Linked DNA regions of Mus musculus: region 1 is linked to region 2. A link is a contact called in public promoter capture Hi-C data. All regions are on one chromosome and are shown on one strand. Each heading gives the region's core, a stretch centred on a gene start, on an enhancer-like site or on the middle of the called end of the contact. The rest is flanking DNA. Distances are from core to core; before and after follow the strand shown.

The links. Promoter capture Hi-C pulls out the DNA fragments that hold promoters and counts their contacts.
Region 1: a contact with region 2 is called in a promoter capture Hi-C map of cranial neural crest. The contact joins two enhancer-like sites. A contact is called at or near these places in 2 of 39 promoter capture datasets (the C10 cell line and cranial neural crest), 1 of 15 datasets of contacts at CTCF or cohesin (large pre-B cells), 1 of 484 Hi-C or Micro-C datasets (uterus) and 2 of 115 datasets of contacts at active chromatin or transcription factors (large pre-B cells and stem cell-derived neural progenitor cells).

What each region holds. Positions count from the first base shown.
Region 1 is chr1:137,926,364-137,929,658 of GRCm38.p6, reverse strand. Gm4258 (a long non-coding RNA gene) reads right to left here. Exons shown (of 3, transcript XR_003948014.1): 2 at 1-3,295. Among named protein-coding and RNA genes, the nearest start is that of Gm4258, 30 kb to the right of the region's middle. Within about 2 kb of position 1,593, at least 141 of the 459 cell types and tissues checked have an H3K27ac peak or open chromatin away from gene starts, as enhancers often do.
Region 2 is chr1:137,564,058-137,567,327 of GRCm38.p6, reverse strand. No RefSeq gene overlaps it. Among named protein-coding and RNA genes, the nearest start is that of Gm34306, 200 kb to the left of the region's middle. Within about 2 kb of position 1,692, at least 11 of the 459 cell types and tissues checked have an H3K27ac peak or open chromatin away from gene starts, as enhancers often do.

The DNA.
Region 1 (3,295 bases), core at 344-2,843, 360 kb before region 2:
CTAAAGTTTGTAAGGCAATAAATATCTCACATCCTTTCCCCTCAGCACATACATCTGCATTTAGAGAGGGAGGTTTCCTCCAGATATTGATCTCCAAAGGTGAGCTGCAACTTGTAGAATTCTTCATGTTCTAGGCAGGAGGACTGAGATGACATCAAAGGCAGATTGCGACGTGGTTTAATTGAGAATAAAAGTTATGCTTCCAGCCAAGCTGGTGTTTGTTTTCCACAAGTGTACTGATGTTTTCAGTCCCCTTTAGGTGGGGGTCACTTTAACACCAAATATGAAGTATGAATTTTGATGACTAATATTAGCAATATCTTTAAGATGCTAATGTCCTTCCCTGTTGATCATAATAGCTAGCCCTAAAATGTGTGTGTGTGTGAATAGAGTTTAGATAAAATAGTTATGCGATTACCTAATAGCCTCATTATCCTTCATGATACTTCTTTTTGAATTCTCAAGTGTTTTGTAATGCCTCTCAGCCTCCCTCCCCTCCCCCTCCCCTCCCTCTTTCCCTCTTTCTTTCTTACCCTGACATTTCCAGAAGCTAAAGAAATTTAAGAATTGCAGGATCTTGTAAAAGGTACAGGAAAGTACAAACTGTGTTTATTTGTTTTTAAATTTGTTATATAATTTAAAAAAAAAGATTCCCAGTGCAATTTCTTGGTCTATTACCCCTGACAGCTACGATTAATTATATTTTAACCTGTTAAGGGCTCACTTTCTCAAGTATATTAAACTAAGTTTTCTGCAAACACTGAACTCATCTGAGTAGTGGGGATGGGTGTCCAGGCAGACAGGAAGAAAAGCACACTCTTTCTCAGTAGACAGCCTTTCTTTGTCTCCCAGCCCTGGCCTTTGCACCTACACATTGCCTGGCATGACGGGGAGGCCAAGCAGATGGCCTTCGCTGTGGAAGCCAGGGCTCTGGGCCCACGAGATGAAACCTGCATGCTTGGGAAGGCTGAGACAGTCGCCAAGGTTTCATGTGTAATAAAGTACTCGCTGCCTCTCCAGTAATGATATCCTGGGGGCTGCTGTGAGGAGGTTCTTTTCACTAGAAACATACTCGTAGGAATTTAATACTATCTTGCTAAACCCTTTGATTGAATAAGGTTTTAATTTTTTAAAAAAAGAATTCTTCTTACTTTGTAGACTCCAAGATGTGAGCAAGTATGAATTCTTACTCTAGGATCAACATCTCTACTAAGCTCGGGATTCTTTTGCCTTCTTAATCACGCGCTTCAACAAATAAAATATCTTACCGTTGCCTGTCTTTTTTCTTTTTTTTTTTTCCCCCTTTTACAGCCTGCCTGAAATACTCTTCGGTTAAATAATATTTGTTAGGCTTTGATGCAATCAAGTGAAATTTGAGTCTTCGGAGCGATTCAGCCTCGCCTCGTGGAGACCGCACATGTGTGTCAGCTTTGAGTTTTTCTCACCAGTGTTTTACACATGAAATCTATTTTTCCTTGAGAAAATGGAATCTTTGTGTCTTTGTCTGGAAGGCTCGCTGTGCTCAGGCGTGTTCCGGCAGGAGCTGTGACTGCCAAGGCCCTGGGGGAGGGGCCTGGCAGTCATTTGTCAGCTGTCCTGCATCTGTAATTTCTGGCCACTCAGCACTATCAGAGTCTTAGAAACGGGGCCCGAAGGGTGGGGGAAAGAGCTTGTCATTGATGAAAGACAAACCCCAAATAACTGCCTGATGTTGATGACCAAAGGGAAGAGAGAGTATGAAAAACTTTTATTGTGTCCTTTAATGAAAAGGATTTTCATTTGAAATAGCTAATTTATGAAATTGCACATGGTAACATTTCCAGATCTCAGTCTAGAAAGGCCGTGTCCATATTGTGTTACCAATTTCACTGCTTTTACCTTGGCAAGCGCTCCTGAAAGTATTTTAATTTTCTGCCATTGACTTCTGGTTATTTCTGCTCTTGTGCCCTTGTAACAAAACTGACAGCACAATTAAACATCTGCATTTTAAAACTGGGTTTCTCCCCTGACTATTTTGCTTTGCTTCTAAAATTTCCAGATGTTTTGGGTTCTTTATGATTTTAATGTATGCAAATACATTTGCTTATACTTTAGAGAAAATGGAGAGGGAAGAGAGGGAGGGGAGGGAGAAGAGAGAGACAAAGACAGAGACACAGGGAGACTGAGAGAAACAGAGACAAGACAGAGTATATACTAACTTGGATTGAGCAGAAGAAAAGCTTAGTAATAATACATCAAGCAGCAAATCAATATTTTCCCCGTTTGTAGATTTACATTAGAATACATTGTGGTCCTTAGCACTTTACTATTTTATTTGAATTTTGCAACTCAGTTTTGTGACTAGAATTCGGGATTCACACCTCGGTGTCCTCATAACTGGGTAGAGGCATGCTACTCTCTGTCTTTTCATTTCAGGGAGAGATAAGTTGAGGGGTAGGAGAAGAAACAATGTATTTCAAATGAGCATATGGCTTTGTGGAACTTAAGGGGATTGTCAGTATCTTGCCGGAAGTGTTTGAACGTGAGGTATAAGAGTGTCCCTAACATTTTAAGGAAGTCCATTTCCCATAATTAATAACAGGAAACTGGTAAACAGATTCTTGTGTACAAGTGAATCCAAACGGTAACATAAACGAAAGCAAGGAAAGACCCAAACGCACCTCGTTCATTTACTCCCAAGGATTATGTTGTGGTATCCAAGTGGTTCAGGCCAGAAAGACTTAGGAGATGTGTGTTGCCATAATCCTTGGGAGTAAATGAGTACTCATTTTCCATTCCTGACTGTCTAGGACATGTGCTAGGGAGAGTGCAGCCATTTCTTCCATAGTCTAAGGTCTGCAAGGGATCTCAGACAACTGACATAGTTAGTAGAAAAATGGCAAGTAATTATGAAGGAAGACAATGTATTATAAAAATATTATTTTAATATGTTTAGGCCCATTTCTACTGTATCCTATGGGAGATGGTAAGACCTAGTAAGGGAATTTGTGTACATTTAAGGTGTTTGGAGAAGTCGATGAGTAGATTTGTGAGTCTCAAACTAAATGCATCATTAATTAGACAGATAACAGGGCAGGGCGATTGACCCACTTCTGCACAGAGCTCTGGGCTAAGCTCTCTGAGAACTGACAGGTCTTTATCTTCTAATTGTATCAAAAAATGGGGACTGTCTGATCCCAGCGCTGACCTTGAAAGCAGCAAACTGAAGTGATATATTGTGTCCCTGGGTTTTGGGGTTTTGTTTTCTTTCTTTCTTTTTTTTTTTTTCTTTTTTTTTTTCAGAAATGTTGAATTC
Region 2 (3,270 bases), core at 443-2,942:
AAGGTAACTCCATCATCCCCAGCCCCCTAAACTCAGGCAGTTAGAGTAGAGTCAGCACTGACCAGGAACTTGTGAAGCCAGTCTTCCTGCCACCCTTCCAAAGGAGCCAGTTTACCCTATCACTGGCAGAAGAGACAAATAGCTGTCCGTGGTGTCAGTTAATGTACCAAAGCACGTGCTGGCCTCCAGACTCCCTCAGTGTCTCAGTTCCTTTGTGCATCTTGGAGTCCATGCTGGCATCTGGCTCTTCTCAACTTGCTTTTACTTTAAACTTCTCCAGCCCCTGGGCTCCGCACCTAGCTACTCATTTCTCCTTAGAACCCTAGGCAATGCTCCCTCTCTTTTGGTATTTTTCCTTTAGTCCTCTCTCTTGTCCTCGTTTGGTCACCTTGACTTGCATATTCTTTGTTCTCATTTCTTGTTCTCTCCTTTTCTCTCCTCTCATGACCAAATCAAGTCTGCTGGCCATGGCCAGTCTACCATTTTCTATCCCTGCTCTGAATTTTTCCAGATACCTCTGGCAGTTCCTTGCCTCACATCCACTATAAAAGCCTTTCCCTTCAAACATACCTTGCATCAGTCATGTCATCAGTTTGTACAATCTCAACATTTGTTTTTTGATATTTTTTTTTAAGTGAGCAGGCAGTTTCAGAGTGAAATCCACTGATTTCTGTGAAGACACTTTTGGAAAGTAAGTCCCCTACCACTTTAAAAATTCTAAAGGATGTATTCTTTGTATCAACTGACACAGTTTTATAAGGTCTGGTTTCAAAGGAGGGGAACTTAATTTTGGATTTGGTGTTGATCAGTGCATATATCAGCTGAGTGAGAATTTTTACCTTGTGGTGCTGAGCCAGGCCTTCAAGTGAGTCCTGTATGCCTGATGTGGAACAGATTTTGATATAAAAACAGGATTTGGTATTTGGATATCTTTGATCTAAGATTATCCAAAGGAATAATAATTGTCCTTAATAAACAAGTGATGGTTGAAGATAGGCAAACTGAAACAACAACAAAACATTCCTGATGCCAACTATTCAAGCCGATTCTAAAAAGAAATACATTATGTAAGTGTGAAAGTATTTCACTTTTTTTCTCATGCCAGGGTTTTTCTCATTTCTGTCAGCACTAGAAGCTTTAACATACGATAAAATTCTATTTTGTCAGTCTGAAATCCCATGGGAAAGAACACAAGAGACCTAATGGGTGCTAAATTTATAACCACAGATGTGTGGATTTTGATAGGCATTCAAACATTCTGTTGATTGCCCACATCAGCTCAGAGCCATGAGCTTGGCCAATTACTAATGAGTTCAGAGAACTTGGATGAGATCATTGTATGCAAATCTCGGAGGAGAGTGGGGGTTATGGCTTAACCCTAGTGGTAAAGTCCTTCTTGGCTGGGTCTTTGTTTTAGTTTTGTGTAATTATGGACTAGGCTTTGGGAATTTTTCCAGGAGCCCTCCATAAAGTGAATCAGATACATTTTGCTTTGCAGCCAATGTGCAGTTATGGTGGGACAGAAGTCAGTCGGTTGATGCTTACGTAAAAGGCCTGGAGATTCTAGGTCTGAAGCACTCCAAGGACCTCTTGAAATAAGACCATTGAAAGCACTGAGAGCCCTCCTTCACCTTCGAGTGTTGGTCCTGAGGTGGCACAGGAAAGTGACTGTTGAGGGTGTGGGGCTCTCAGAGGCCCTTCTCCTTGGGGCTGCATTTATGGGCATGGGAGCCAAGCATACCTAGAGACTGCAGTGTCTCACTCAGCTGCAAACAATTAGGGATCGTAGATCTGAAGGCCCTAAGCATTCTGTAATTCCAGGCTTCAGGGAACTCATAAAACCTCTCCTCCCAAGCTCACACCTTTGTCATTGATTAATTGGCAATCTTCAGAGGAAAACGTATGGGACCCAAAATCCACAGTTCTAATTTGTTCGTGTAGTGTTTCTAGAGTAGAACACACACACACAAATGTTTGCTCTAGACTGTTAACCCCACATCAAGCCCATAGACTGAGTGCTTGTGAAAGAAAAATGACCTGGCTCTCCTTACATCCAGAGATCTCTGTGCAACGTACGGAGCAGATCTTTCATGGACATTGTGCTCACTTTGTATTTGAACTAATGGCTAACGCTCAAGTGCAGTTGTTCATCAGGAACCACTGCAGTAGACCCATTGACAGCTTTATATAACAGCCCCAAATCAAGGAAGAAATTGATATTGAATGACTAATGAATGCAGTAAACTTCAATGATAGTTTGGATTAACCTGCAGTGTTTTGAAAGAATTGGTTCTTAATGAATTAGAGACCGGGAATCTGGGTGAGGCAGGCATCTGATTGTGTGACTTATTCTGAATCTCAGATGAAAGGCTAAAGAAAACAAGCTTTAGTGTATCGCAGATGGTTGTTAACCCAACATTTTTTTAAAACACCAAGATGACTTTAAAGAAAGCAGTACCCATGGGCAGTGCCTTTATTTCTTGAGTTTTAACAGTAATCACATGTTCTCTGATCAGCAGTGCTGGGCTCTGACTATACACACTGCCTGTAAGAACACGACCATTCTCTGCCAAGTATCTGGTAAGGCATAAATGTTTTGGGAACTTTTTCATCAGAAATAAATCCCTGACTGTCATAAAAACATCATGAGCCCAGTCAAGCCAGGATCAATAGTGGCTGCCTAGAGGCAGATAGATTAATCAAAACCACAGACCCTTCCTCCCACACGTCAGGAGCGAGAGGCTCCCATTTCTGTAGAATTTAAGCCATTATCCTGACCTGTGAGGGTATCTACATAGTAGATTTTTAATATTGAAAGCCCATCTGTTTTGTCCCCTTTTAAGAGATGACCCACTTTGTTTTGGTTTATGTTTTTGTCTGTGTACCTACGGTTATTTTAATCCATGTATTTCCTCTCTCTGCCATTCCTCAACTAAATTATTTAGTGAATGCACCAACCCGAGCCTTTGTTTGCTCTCTAATGCCTTTATGATGGGGTTTCTCTCCTCAGATGCCTCTGTCAAAGCTGTATTTTTGTGCACCTCTTTTAGATAGATCCTGATATACGCAGGTGCAGGTACAGCTGGAGCCATCTGGAGAGATTCCCTGTTCACCTGCAAGAGGACCAGCTTCGGTATTAAACCTGCATGCTCCTGGCAGGAAAGCCTAAGCTTAAGGAGCAGTGATGTTGACAGTAATGGAGATTGTACCTATCCTCTCTCTTCTGTTCCTTTGGCTTGATGAACTTTATAGAAAGTTGCTCAAAGTGAA